Regions from separate parts of the Gossypium hirsutum genome. Here region 2 is linked to region 1. A link is a contact called in public Hi-C data. All regions are on one chromosome and are shown on one strand. Each heading gives the region's core, a stretch centred on a gene start, on an enhancer-like site or on the middle of the called end of the contact. The rest is flanking DNA. Distances are from core to core; before and after follow the strand shown. Region 1 has its middle 19 kb from the start of LOC107913508. Region 2 overlaps LOC107913519 (a long non-coding RNA gene).

Region 1 (6,550 bases), core at 1,734-4,233:
ATAAAATGATTTGGATGATAAGGCTCACTTATTTCAAAGAAATAAATCGTCACACTCAGTAAGTTAGAGTGCAACATTTCGAATCTCAAAATCAAGTTTATCTTTTTTAAATTTTAAAAATTCATGTCTTTTGAGAAGGATATCTGATTATTTGGGTCAAATGAGAAAATCAAAACCCAATAAGTTAGGGCTTGATTTCACAAAATTCCTAAATATCAAATATTGCCTTTATTTTCATTTATTAGAAAAATCTTCGTCTCGAGAAAACAACCTGTCATATCCAATGCGTTAGGACACAACATGTCGAATTCCCGAGAATGAGCTTTTTATTTATGTTTTAATTAAAAGGATATTCGGTTTTTTAGATCCCGAGGAAGATTGAAATCCAGTGAGTTAGGACACAATCTTTTCGAGAATCCCAAATTTCGAGTGTCGCGTTATTTTGAAAGACTTTTGTATAAAATGATTTTGATATTTATGAAACGCAATCTTTAATGTAGCACGATTGAATGGTAATGTATGAGATAATTGATGATCCGAACACACACTAAAAAATAATGACCAAGCAATAGATAAATGTTAACAAGAATAGCAACAATAATTTTAATCCTATTATGCAAACATCTATATTACCAATTAAACATCAAATGAATTAATAATCGATTTTAAAAATGTATACTAAGAAAACAATGGCAACAAGAGAAATCACAATCAATAAATTATACATGCCAAAATCTTAAAATGAACAATATATATATACCAAACATAATATTTTTCTTTTAAAATAATGCCTAATAAACCTGAAATAATAATACATAATGAATTTAAAAATAAATATATAATAAATCTAAGCTAATAATACATAAAATTTTATGATGCTAATAATATATTGTAATTTAAAAATAATACATAATGAAATTTGACGCTAATATATATGATTGTAATATATATAAAAAATTTAAAGTGTAGTACGTAAGTAACATATACATATATATAAATAGATAAATAAAATATAATAACATAATTACAATATCAATAAGGCTAGTGGTGACAATGATAATAATAATAAAGAATATTAAACCAATTAAAAAAAACAAAGAGGATTAAATTGAGTTTTAAACAAAATTAAAAGGGGAAAAATGTGAATAAAACAAAACAGAGGGCCAAAATATAATGCGTGAATTACTTGGGGGACCAAGCGGGAAATACTCCCTTCCTTCAAAATGCGGCATTTAGACCCGGACTGAATTGAAACAAATTCAAAATTCATGCGGGAAATTTACAAAAAAAAACAAAAAATGAAATTAAAAGGATGGAGTAAAAAGGAGGGATCGAAGGTGCAAATAGACCACACAACAAAAAATGCGCGGATCCTCCCCGGGTCGAACCACCGCGCCGGTTATTGAAGTTGGATGGTTAATACGGCACCGTTTTAATACCACTGAAACAGGCCCTAAACAGTGTCGTTTTATGCACTATAAAAATCCTTTCTTAACCCTCAAATTAGAACCCTAGGCCAGCTTAAACACCAGCCCCCAAAGTCGCCCCTTTTTTTTGCGCCGCTCTGCTCATCGATCCTTCAAAAGGGATCTCTAAACCCCTGCTCAAGCTCCGACGGCGACAGAGAGAACAGGGATTCGACGACGAGGTATTTTCCCCCTTTTAATTTCTTCCTATTGTTTCCTTTACAAATCACGAATCAAATAAGCGTTGAGAAGAAAAAAACTAAAAGAAGACTAGAAAATGAAAGAACTGAATCACCTTTCTGTATTTCAAACTTTTTGTATTTTGTATACGTAAAAAAGGAAAAGAAGATCCTTTTACAAATTCGAAAACGACTTTATATAGCCGAAAATAAAATAGAAATTTACAGGAAATTTTTTAAAAATTTTGGCTATTTTTCTCTGCTATTCCCGTGTATTCTGCTGCTGTTGCTGCCTTTGTTGCGTTTGTTGCGTTTGCTGCAGGTTGTTGTAGGTGCGAGGCCGTACGGTGACGTGGCATGGCTCGGCGCAGTGCATGGAGGCTACTGTTGCGACGGCTGGAGTTTGCAAAAACCCTAGGGTTTCTTGTTTTCTTAGCTTTGGACTAATTTGAGCTTTAGTTATTTGGACCGGTGTAATGGGTGTAGGTTTGGTTTCATTTTTGGGTATTTTGTGTTTGGGTAAATTAATTGGGCCAGGGTTAGGTTAGTGGGTCTTAGTGAGTTTGGGTTAAGCTATTTTGGTCTGTAATTGGGTAGTTGGGTTAATAATTGGGTTGTGATATTGGGGCTTAGTGGGTTTGATGTATTTTAGATTTGTAATATGGACTGATGGACTTTTAATAATTTTTGTTTATTTATTTATTTCTGATTTGGGCCGAGAAAATTTGGGTTATTACAGGTTTTTGGTTTCGAAATGTCTTTTGTAAAATGGGGGAGAAAACCCATCTTTTTAGGCTGGACTGTTTGGCTTCCCTAAGAGCCACATATTTGTGTCAACTACTTTAATGTTTTTTTCTGTATGCTTTTCAAATTAATAAATGAGTCCAATTAATTCTTAAAAAAAAAACATGTGAACATGATTTTTTGTACGTTGATATTTTAATGAGAATAATTAATTATTTGGATTAAGGGATCAAATTATATCAAATTGAAGTAGAGACGTCCTAAAACTTTTTAGGATGGTAAAGGACCAACGTAAGAGGCGTCCTAAAAAATTATAATTAAGTCCTTTAATTTCTTTTACAATTTTTAACTCTAAAACTTTTAATTAAGCCATACAAAAGTTTTTAAAATGTTAAAAAAATTAATTAATTATTAAAAAATTTAATTAGATCCCTAAAGTTTTAATTTATTACTGTGATTACAACCAATAACCAAATGCCATTCAATAAAGCAAACCATACATTAAAATTGAACCCAGTTGTCATTAGAGACAGAAGCGTGTTGGAATCTAATCCTATCTTTGTTGAAAGACAAAATGGTCCTACCACTCACAACCCATGGCATCTTTTTGCCTTTCTTTTTTTCTATATAAACCCACATTTGTTCAGTCTATACTTCTAATATCTTAGCCTAAAGGCATTAATTACATTATGAAGCCTCAAAGCCTCTCCGGTGATAATAATAGTAATAATAATTCAGTGATGGCTGAATCAAAGGGGAGGATGATGATCAGGGAAAGGGTGAAGCAAGCATGCGAGGCGGCCATGGATGCCATGGCTAAGAAAGGGGTTCAAAGAGGGCATAGGGTTCTTATTTCCAAAGAAATAGAGAGACGAAATGGGAGCCACTATACTGATGAACCCATAAGAACCATGATGTTCTTGGGTTCTTGGAGCCACACCTAGCTAGCTTCTCTTCTATTTTTTTTATGATAATCTCTTGTAGAGTTGGAGGTGTTTTCACGAAGATAGTGCAACTATATATAGGGTTTCTGATTTGTTAAAATATAGGCCTAAAATATGAAGAGTTGACGGATTTAAAAGTATAAACTGTGGAAATAAATAAGGATATAAAACTATTGTTAATTATGACGATGATGGTGGTGGTGATGGTGATGAAATGAAGTGCTTTGTATAAGTTGTTGATGTCCTAATATATTTTTGCAAATTCCTTTTTGTGCGTTTTAGATCTGATAAAGTTAAAGGGGAGAGAAGGGAATTTGTTTATTATGGATAGTGGTACTTTATGAGAAACATTTAGGGTATTATCTTTAATTGGAAAAATGGTTAATTTAGGTACTAAAGTTTATTTATTTTCTTACTTTGGTCTTAATTAATTTTTTGTCACTTTGGTTTTAATTATTGTTTTATCATTTTAGTTCTTAATTTTCTAAATTTAGTCTAATTGTTAAAATTTTATTAAACTATTAAAATTTTAATGACACTAGCAAGGCAGCGCAAGTGATAGTTTGCATGTACTTTATTGCTAACATGGATAATTTGCTTGAATTTTTTATGGACTTTAAAAAAAATTGAAATCTTTAATCATTTTTATTAATTTTTTGAAATTTTATAAAGTATATGAATTGCCAATTGACAATGTCAGTGCAGTTAAAATTTTCATAGTCCAGACAACTTTTACATTTAAGAAAATAGAATTGGAATAAAATTTGAAGGTCAAGGGTCAAAATGACAAAAGAAGTAAACATTACAAGTTAAATATATTATTATGTATTTTTATTTTTAAAACGTGTAATGTGGTATCTTATTTGGGTTAAACTTCACTCTATTACTGTAAAACTTGTGAAGGTTGAATATGAATGGATGGATGTTAGTTAAATTATGATTTTGTATGATACTGGAATTAACAAATTTTTAATTAATGTAGTTAAGATGGCTTTCATCAAATCGCATATAATAAACATGGTCATCATGTTACCATCACACAACTTATTAAAGTTTCATCTCATAAATTTTATAAATGTATAATTAGTGGTATCACATCTCAGGAATTTTGAGATTCAAGCTTTTAAGTTAGTGCAATTTTTTAGTCTACATTTTATTTTTATTTAATTCATATATTGATTATAAGTATAATTGTGTTTGTTTGTTGTATTAATCTATGTTGATTGTAGTTATACGAATATTATATTAATTGAATTTGTAATTTTAGAAAAATAAAAATATTTAAAATTAGTTTGAAATATATTTTTAAAATTGAAAGGAAAAAAATTAAAGAGTAAAATTTGTACAAAACTTATGTTTCAAAAATAAATATTATTTTAGAAAATAGTTAAAAAATATACATAAATTTTATTTTATAATAATAAAAGAAATCATATTTTATCATGTATGATAGTTTTATTTTTAAAATGTACAATTTCACATATTGATTTATTTTGATGGGTGTGTAAATTTATACATTCTCAAGATGTCACTAATTAAAAGAAATAAAAAAAAACCATATTTATTTTTTATTATTTCTAAAATAATTTATTAATTTATGATTGATGTGTTTTAATATAGTTTACTCACACATTATGAATTTATACAGGGATAATGCATCAAATATAAATTTTTTATACATATATTAATTATATTTTATAAGATGATATGATATTCAAAATTTATATGATAATATGACTTGCAATCAATCATACATTGACAGAAAGTAGGGACAATGCTAAGGGATACGCAGGGTCCTAGTCATCCTAAAATGAAAAATTATTATTTTAGTCCCTTAAAAATTTACTTGATAGTAAAAATATATTAACCCTCAAAAATGAAAATTTTTTAATTTAAACCCTTTAAAATTTTAAAATAACAAGATGAAATTATATTTTAACCCTTTTAATTTTGCCCCAAAGATAAATTTTTGGCTTCATCCTTGATAAAGAGATAAGTAGTGGCCAAATAATGGGTGTTGTTGTGGGGGAGAAGTTTCATTGCCGCTGCTGAAGGCAGCTCATTCACTCAAGCTAACATTACTATTGCACATACAAGCTATGATGGTAACTGATTATTTTCGCAATTTTTAGCTGCACCAACCTTTTAAATTATTCTGTTTTGGCCTAACCAAGTAATATATTCGATTATGCATCCTTGTCTTTGCTTCTCCCAGAAACAAACGTAGCAATCAGGTATAGCTATAACTTAAGTTTTTTGCTGTGTTAAGCACTATAGAACCTCAAATACCCATAGTATGACCATGTTTGAATATGTACAACTATTAGTCTTTGGAAATAAAAGTATACCTTGGCTGTTGTTTTTTTGCTGCATATCAATGGAGTGATGTTGTTGGGTTCCTTTGTTTAGGTCATTGAGGAATGATATCTGGTTGTTTGAAGTGGTGGTGCATGGTTTGCTCATGTTGTATTGAACTCTCAAAGGCAACTGGATGAAACTTGGTGCCACAGTTACTGATGTTGGAACTAATGGTATGTTGATGACCCAAAGTAAACAAGTGAGGACATGGGCTAGTGGTAGATTAACAAAATGCAGACGAAGTTTAATTTCCTACTCTTTAAAGTATAGCTTTGCCAACAAGAAAATATCTGATCAAGTTTCCTTTTATCCGATTGGGTTAGGTTTTAGGCCCATCCAGCCCCAAAGCTGAATCCAATCCCACTCCACTGTATTATCATACTACTATACCTTACAAGTGGAAAGGTGGTACGTACAACAGTATTTCTTCTTTGCTTGGGACTAATACCTTCACTTTTTCACTTTTCTTCCTCTTCTTAACCATAATTTCCTCCAAAACAAAGAAAAATAATATATAATATGATGCTGATTATGATACAGGAAGCAATCAATGTTTTTTTTATTTCGTTTTGAAACATTAATCAGCCAATTAACCATAAAAATTTAAAGGGTGAAGTACAAAATTAATCATTTATATTTACATGTTGATCCCTAAAATTTTAAAAAATATTATATAATCACTAACGTTATTGATTTCTTATGTAATGACAATCTCACATGGTAGATTAATAGGTGCTAAAGTTATGAAAGGGAGAAGAGAATTGAAGAAAAAAAAAGAATTAATTGAAAAAAATATAAGAACTATCTGTGTAATTTGACAAAATTAAAACCTTATAAGTGAAGAAGTGAGCATGTCCTG
Region 2 (6,550 bases), core at 3,007-5,506, 50 kb after region 1:
TGTTCATGCCACGTCAGCAAATCGCATCCTAGAAGGAGCGATTTCCTTCCACGTCAGTAAATCGCACTGACGTGGACGCGATTTCCTGCGCGTAGGGGTGTTCATTCGGTTAACCGACCGGTTAACCGACCCGAAATTACTATAACCGAATTAACCGACCTTCCAAAAATTTTAACCGTTAACCGAACCGATTTTTTTAAAAAAAAATTAACCGACCCGAAATTTTTTCGGTTAATAAGGTCGGTTAACCGAATTAACCGAAAATTATGTATTTTTTATTTTTGGTTAAAAATTACCCGAATTACCCGAATTATCCGAATTAACCGAATTAACCGAATTACCGAAAAATACCCGAATTACCCGAATTTTTTTTATTTTTTATTTTTAAAATTTAAAAAATTTATAAATTATTAAAGTAAATTGGGTTTTAGACTTTAGTAAATTGGGTTGTCTTTTAGTTTTAGTTTTATTGGATTGGGTAATTGGGTAAACTTTAGTTTTAGTTTTATTGGGTTGGGTAATTGGGTTGGGTAATTGAGTTTAGGCTGGGTTGGATAATTTTATTTATTAATTTTTTTGGTTAACCGAAAATTTTCGGTTAACCGACCGGTTTCGAACCGAATTAACCGTTAACCGAAAAATCATAAAAAAATTAACCGACCCCTGACCGAAAAAATTCGATTAACCAACCGATTAACCGAATTCGGTCGGTTAACCGAATTTTTCGGTTTTACCCGAATTATGCACACCCCTACCTGCGCGTACCCTGACATCGCCCTGGCATGGACGCGATTTCGCGGAAAATGGCCCATTCCGGTAAATAATTAAAAAACTGGCCCATTTCGGTAAATTTTGAAAAAAACCGACCTTTTTTGGTTATTTGCCCAATATAAAAAACATAAAAGAAAAAATGAAAAAGAAAAAGAATTCAATCCACCGAATGGAATGGATATAATATAAAATTACTCAAAGCAAATAATCCTTGTCGGATGATTTGCTGTTTGATTGACCATTGATTGTTGTCCTACTTTTGGAAATATGGACATAACATGCTTTTCCACTAACAATAAATGCGCTATTACTTCACAATCACATGATTTTATTCCTTTCGTAGATGTTCAATTAGATCCTCGTAAACCCATGCATGATCATCACTTTCTGTTTTTGGGCCATACCTTTTTAGGGTACCATTGTCATCACCCTTGCTCATTCCACTCATCTCATAATAAAGTTAATAAACAAAATTATCTAATATATATTTTTAAAATTTTATTTTTAATGTTACATGCATTTCATGTTATGTTACACGTTTAGTATTTGAATTATTGAATATAATTAAATATAAGCTAAATGGGTATATAAACCCTTAAATTTTGACGAAAAACCAATTAAATTTCTCCGTAAAAAAACTCATTCAATTAAGTCCTTAAACTCTCAAATTGCATCAATTAAGCCCCTTTGACCATCTTTGAATGTTGTAGTGCCGACGTGGTTGTTAACGATGTTGATGTTGTACTTCATGTCAGTGATAGTGGGTAACGTGATAGTGTCACATCAGTAAAAAAAATCAAAATATTTTCCTACATTAAGAAATGAATATGCAATATAGTTTCACTTTATGTAATTAATGCAAATTAATATTATTCAAAATAATAACAAATTAATAGAATTAACTCTAAATATTGATTAAGTGATAATTATGTCAATTTTTTAACTAATAACCCTATATTTTATGATTAGAATTCTATTAAAGTAATAACTCTATTTTAACTTTTTTAGCTAATAATTATAATTATAATTATAATTATTTTTAAATGTGTAATTATCACAACTTCTATTAAATTATCATTATTTTAAATATGAATTTAGTAATATGATGGAAAATAAAGGGTGTTCTCGTTAGTTTAAAAGTTTTCTAAACTTGTGCTTTTATATATATTAGCTTCTAACGTCACATGCATTGTACGTGATTTTACGTGTTTAATTTTTAGTTAGTTTTCAAATAGTATATTTTAAATTATTTTTTACCTATTAGTGATAATCATAATTTCTCTTGATTTCCAAAAAGAGATACAACAATCATAATAATAGTTCATGATATATATGAAATATATTACGTTAAATTAATAAACATGTTTAGTAATAGTGATTAAAAAATAATTGTTGAAATACGACTTTCTTTTCAAAGCACTCATAAAACATTTTTTACTTGCACCAAACAATTAATGAATAGATAAAAAAATGATTTTAAGAGTGCATGCTTCACACAGTGTAATATTTTTAAAAATGTCATAATATTATATTATTTCATCATCAATTAAAATAATCTTCATTCACTCTTCAGTGTCATTGTTGATCAAATAAGATTTAATCTTCTAGGAATAATTGTTTTAATGCTTCAATTCTTTCTCATCAATGCTAACAATCTCCATTTCTTACCGATAAATTTTTTAGATGTTGCTTGATTGAATATGAGTAATTGTTGGATGCTATTTATAAAGTTAAACTTAAATTTTAATTTCTATACAACTCTAATATTAATTAAGTGATAATTAAGATGCTTAGAGTTCTATTCGAGTAATAACACTATTTTACTTCAAGAAGATTTGCACAATTTTAAAAAAAATTAAAATTAATAAAAATTTAAGTCTATTTTGAAATTAGAAAAAAAACTAATAAGTCTAAATTAAATTATAATTATTTTTAAAATTAATTTAGTAATATCATAAAAAATAAAGGGTATTCTCGTTTGTTCACAAGTTTTTCCAAACTCATACTTTTATATATTTTATAAATAGATTATAGATTATAGATATATCTGTAAAATTAATTAAATGATGATTAATTTAAAATAATATCTAATAATAATTAATTAATATACTCTTGTGTATAGGTAAAATTCCATTGTTAAGAGTCTGCTACCCTAGCACGTCTCTGTCTGCCTCTCTGGCAAGTTTAGGTTCTCAAAAGTTTTTCTTGGCCTGACGGCTTACATCTCCAGTGTTTTGAATAATTCTCTTCGTTCGGTTTTCTCGTGTTACGCCCATGGAATCAGAATTTGCTGGTCTATCCCTTGAAGATGAAGATGAAGAAATCCTGCAAGCACAAGGTGATACAGAATCGGTAAGTGAAGAAGAAGTTCTAAGTTCTGGTTGGATGTTTTCTTACAACCAGTATTATCCATTATCCAGCAATGAAAAGTACAATGGCTAATCTATGGCATCCGGTTAAGGGTGTTCAAATCAGAGATCTGGGGGAAAAGAGGTATATATTTAAATTTTTTCATATTGTGGATATGGAAAGAGTTAAAAAGGGTCCCCTTGGACATTTAATAATCATCTATTGGTTCTGCACAAGTTGCAATGGGGAGAGGATCCGCTAAAAGTTCCACTAATTTTGTCACCTTTCTGGGTACAAATCCATGATGTACCCTTTGGCTTTTATTCTGAAAATCTGGCCAGACAATTAGGGAACTTCATTGGAATTTTTCAAGAGTATGATAGCTCTAGTTTGGGGAAAGAAAATATGAATTTTATGCTGATCAGAGTTCAAATTGATATTTCTTCGTCATCTCAAAAGGAAAAAACAAGTTATGTTTAAGAATATATGCTCTTATGTTAGATTTAAGTATGAAAGATTAACTCTCTTTTGCTTCTATTGTGGCCATCTAGGTCATAATGAATCCTTTTGTGAAGCAAAGATGGAGGCTGGGGTTGAAATTGATGAGATGAGCTGGGATCTGTCTTTGCGTGCACAGTCAATAAGAGCCCAAGCAATGAGTAGTGCCTGGTTAAGGGAGGAGGGAGGATTTGTAGACAGAAATAACTGAGATGAATTCAGGGGAAATATAGAGGGGAGGAAGGTAAGACAATTTGAGAGTATTCCTGATCCTATGTTAGGTTTTAACCTGGAAGGTAATGGGATCTCCCTTGGTAGAGAGAGAACAAGAAAGTTAATTGATAATAATCAAGTGGCGATGGAGCATGATTTGGAGAATGAGGTGGTTGTAGGAGAGGAGGGGAAAAAGAGAATAAGAGGGGATATTGAAGAAAGTAATGAGATGGGAGGGAGAAACAGGAGAAAGACGAAAGTCAACCATTTGATATCGGCGGCTGCCAAGAGGCAAGCCGACCGGTTGCAATGAAAATCTTAAGCTGGAACGTCTAAGGTTTGGGGAATCCTCGGACAGTTCGACGACTTCGGCATTCGCTGAAGCAACAGTATCCCCAAATGATCTTCTTAATGGAAAAATACGAAAAAGTTGTGGGTTCCAGTGTGGAATTGATGTGGACTCGATTGGTTCTAGAGGGGTTAAGTCTAGCATGGCGAGAAGGTGTTAACATTAAGCTCCAAAGTTTTTCAAATCGACATATTGATGTGGTTATTGGGGACAGAGAAGATAATAGAATATGGAGATTTACAGGTTTCTATGGTTCTCCTTACTCACTTGACAGAGATGAAGCATGGAATCTGTTGCGATGATTACGGATTTATGGAGAATACCCATGGATGGTTTGTGGGGATTTTAACGAAATCTTATATGGTTTCGAGAAAAAAGGTAGATTACCAAGGGAGGAAAGAAGAATGGAAGCTTTTCGTCAGGCTTTAGAAGATTGCAACCTGGTTGATTTGGGATATTCAGGTAGGTGGTTCACGTGGGAGAAAGGGAATTTATTTGAAACAAATATCCAGGAAAGACTTGATAGAGGAGTTACAACGGAGCAATGGAGCGCTTTATTCCCAAATGCTATGATTCGACACCTCTCACATTTATTCTCTGACCATTGTCCACTTCTTTTGGATACGGTTTGTAGAATTGAAAGGTTGGCAAAAAGAAATTTCAAGTTTCAAGCGTGGTGGGTATTGGAAGAAACATTTTTGAGTGAAACTAAACAAATTTGGGAAAACTCTACAGGAGATTTTGTAAACAAGCTGGAAAACTTGAAAAGAGGTTTGTAGAGGTGGGGAGCTAAGATTCAGCAGAATAGAAAGATGAAAACAAAGGTTTTGACTTCAAAACTGGCAACATTACTTGAATCTAATAGAAGTGATGAGAATCTAATAGAGATTATTAATACAAAAATCCACCTGAATTTTGAGATCAAAAAGGAGGAAAGTTCTGGGAGCAGAGGGCCCGAATTAATTGGTTGAAACTTGGTGATAGAAATACAGCTTTTTTTCACAAGCAAGCGTCACAAAGAAGAAAACAAAATCAAATCCATAGGTTGCAGCTCGAAGACGGAAGGGAGACAGAGGAGTGTACGGAAATGGAGGAAATCGCTAGAATATATTTTCAAAAATTATTTACATCAGGAGGACAAAGAAATTTTAAGAGGATTCTGACAGGAATTGAAAGATGTATTTTAAAGGAAGACTAATATTTTAAAGGCAAGATACACGAAGGAGGAGATACTAGAAGCTCTTTCAGAAATGGGTCCTTCAAAAGCTCCAGAAGAGGATGGTTTTCCAGCCTTATTTAGCAGAAGTGTTGGTCAATTATGGGAGAGAATGTATCTAAATTTTGTCTCCAGAGGTTAAACGAAGGTATGGATTTACATTCAATTAATAGGACAAACATTGTGGTTATCCAAAAAATCTTTAATCCCTCAAGGATTACTCAATTTAGACCAATTAGCTTATGTAATGTGATCTGCAAACTGATAGCTAAAGTCATTGCTAGAAGACTTTGGGGAGTGATCCATAAATGTATTGATTTAGCACAAAGTGCTTTTGTTCTAGGGAGACTGATTTCCGATAATTTTCTTCTTGCTTATGAAATTCTACACACTCTAAAACTCAAGAGGGTGGGGAAAAAAGGTTTCATGGATGTCAAACTGGACATGAGTAAGGCATATGACAGGGTTGAATGGGGTTTTGTGGAAGGGGTAATGAAAAAGATGGGTTTTGATCCATAATGGGTGGATTCAGTTTTAAATTGTGTATCATCGGTCTCATATGAGGTGATTGTCAATGGAAACATAGGGGCAAAAGATTATTCCATCAAGAGGCCTACGACAAGGAGATCCTCTAAGTCCATTCTTATTTCTTTTTTGTGCAGAAGGATTATCGAGTCTAATGAGGCTTGCAAAAGAAGAGAATATTCTTAAAGGAGTTAAAGTAAGCCGAAGAGGACCAGCTATCTCCCATTTACTCTTTGCAGATGATTGTATTTTATTTGTAGAAGCTACAGAAAAGGGTGCACAATCTTTAAAATGGATACTACAGCAATATGAATTGAACTCAGGGCAATGTGTGAATTATGAAAAATCGGCTGTTTTTTTTAGTTCAAATACAGAAGAGGGGGTAAGGGGTGATGTATCAACGATTCTTCGAGTCAGAAGAGCAATTGATATAGAACGATATCTAGGGCTGCCTAGTATGGTAGGGAAGAGAAAGAAATCATCTTTTCAAAGTTTGAAGGACAGACTCAAACAAAGAATTGATAACTAGAGTACTAGGTTTCTTTCCTAAGGGGGAAAAGAAGTTTTTATTAAAGCGGTCCTACAAGCTATCCCAACTTATTCGATGTCTTGTTTTCTTCTCCCTAAGA

What was found. A called contact is a pair of places that touch in the nucleus more often than the background predicts.
Region 2: a Hi-C map of leaf shows a contact between it and region 1, with 1.8 times the contacts expected there. The contact joins two enhancer-like sites. A contact is called at or near these places in 7 of 34 Hi-C or Micro-C datasets (anther, leaf and petal).

The regions. Positions count from the first base shown.
Region 1 is chrD08:12,494,143-12,500,692 of Gossypium_hirsutum_v2.1, forward strand. No RefSeq gene overlaps it. Among protein-coding and RNA genes, the nearest start is that of LOC107913508, 19 kb to the left of the region's middle. Within about 2 kb of position 2,984, at least 7 of the 9 cell types and tissues checked have an H3K27ac peak or open chromatin away from gene starts, as enhancers often do. A contact at or near this core is called in leaf, where this site is marked.
Region 2 is chrD08:12,542,970-12,549,519 of Gossypium_hirsutum_v2.1, forward strand. LOC107913519 (a long non-coding RNA gene) reads right to left here. Exons shown (of 5, transcript XR_001688547.2): 5 at 2,842-3,096. Among protein-coding and RNA genes, the nearest start is that of LOC107913519, 5.1 kb to the right of the region's middle. Within about 2 kb of position 4,257, at least 9 of the 9 cell types and tissues checked have an H3K27ac peak or open chromatin away from gene starts, as enhancers often do. A contact at or near this core is called in leaf, where this site is marked.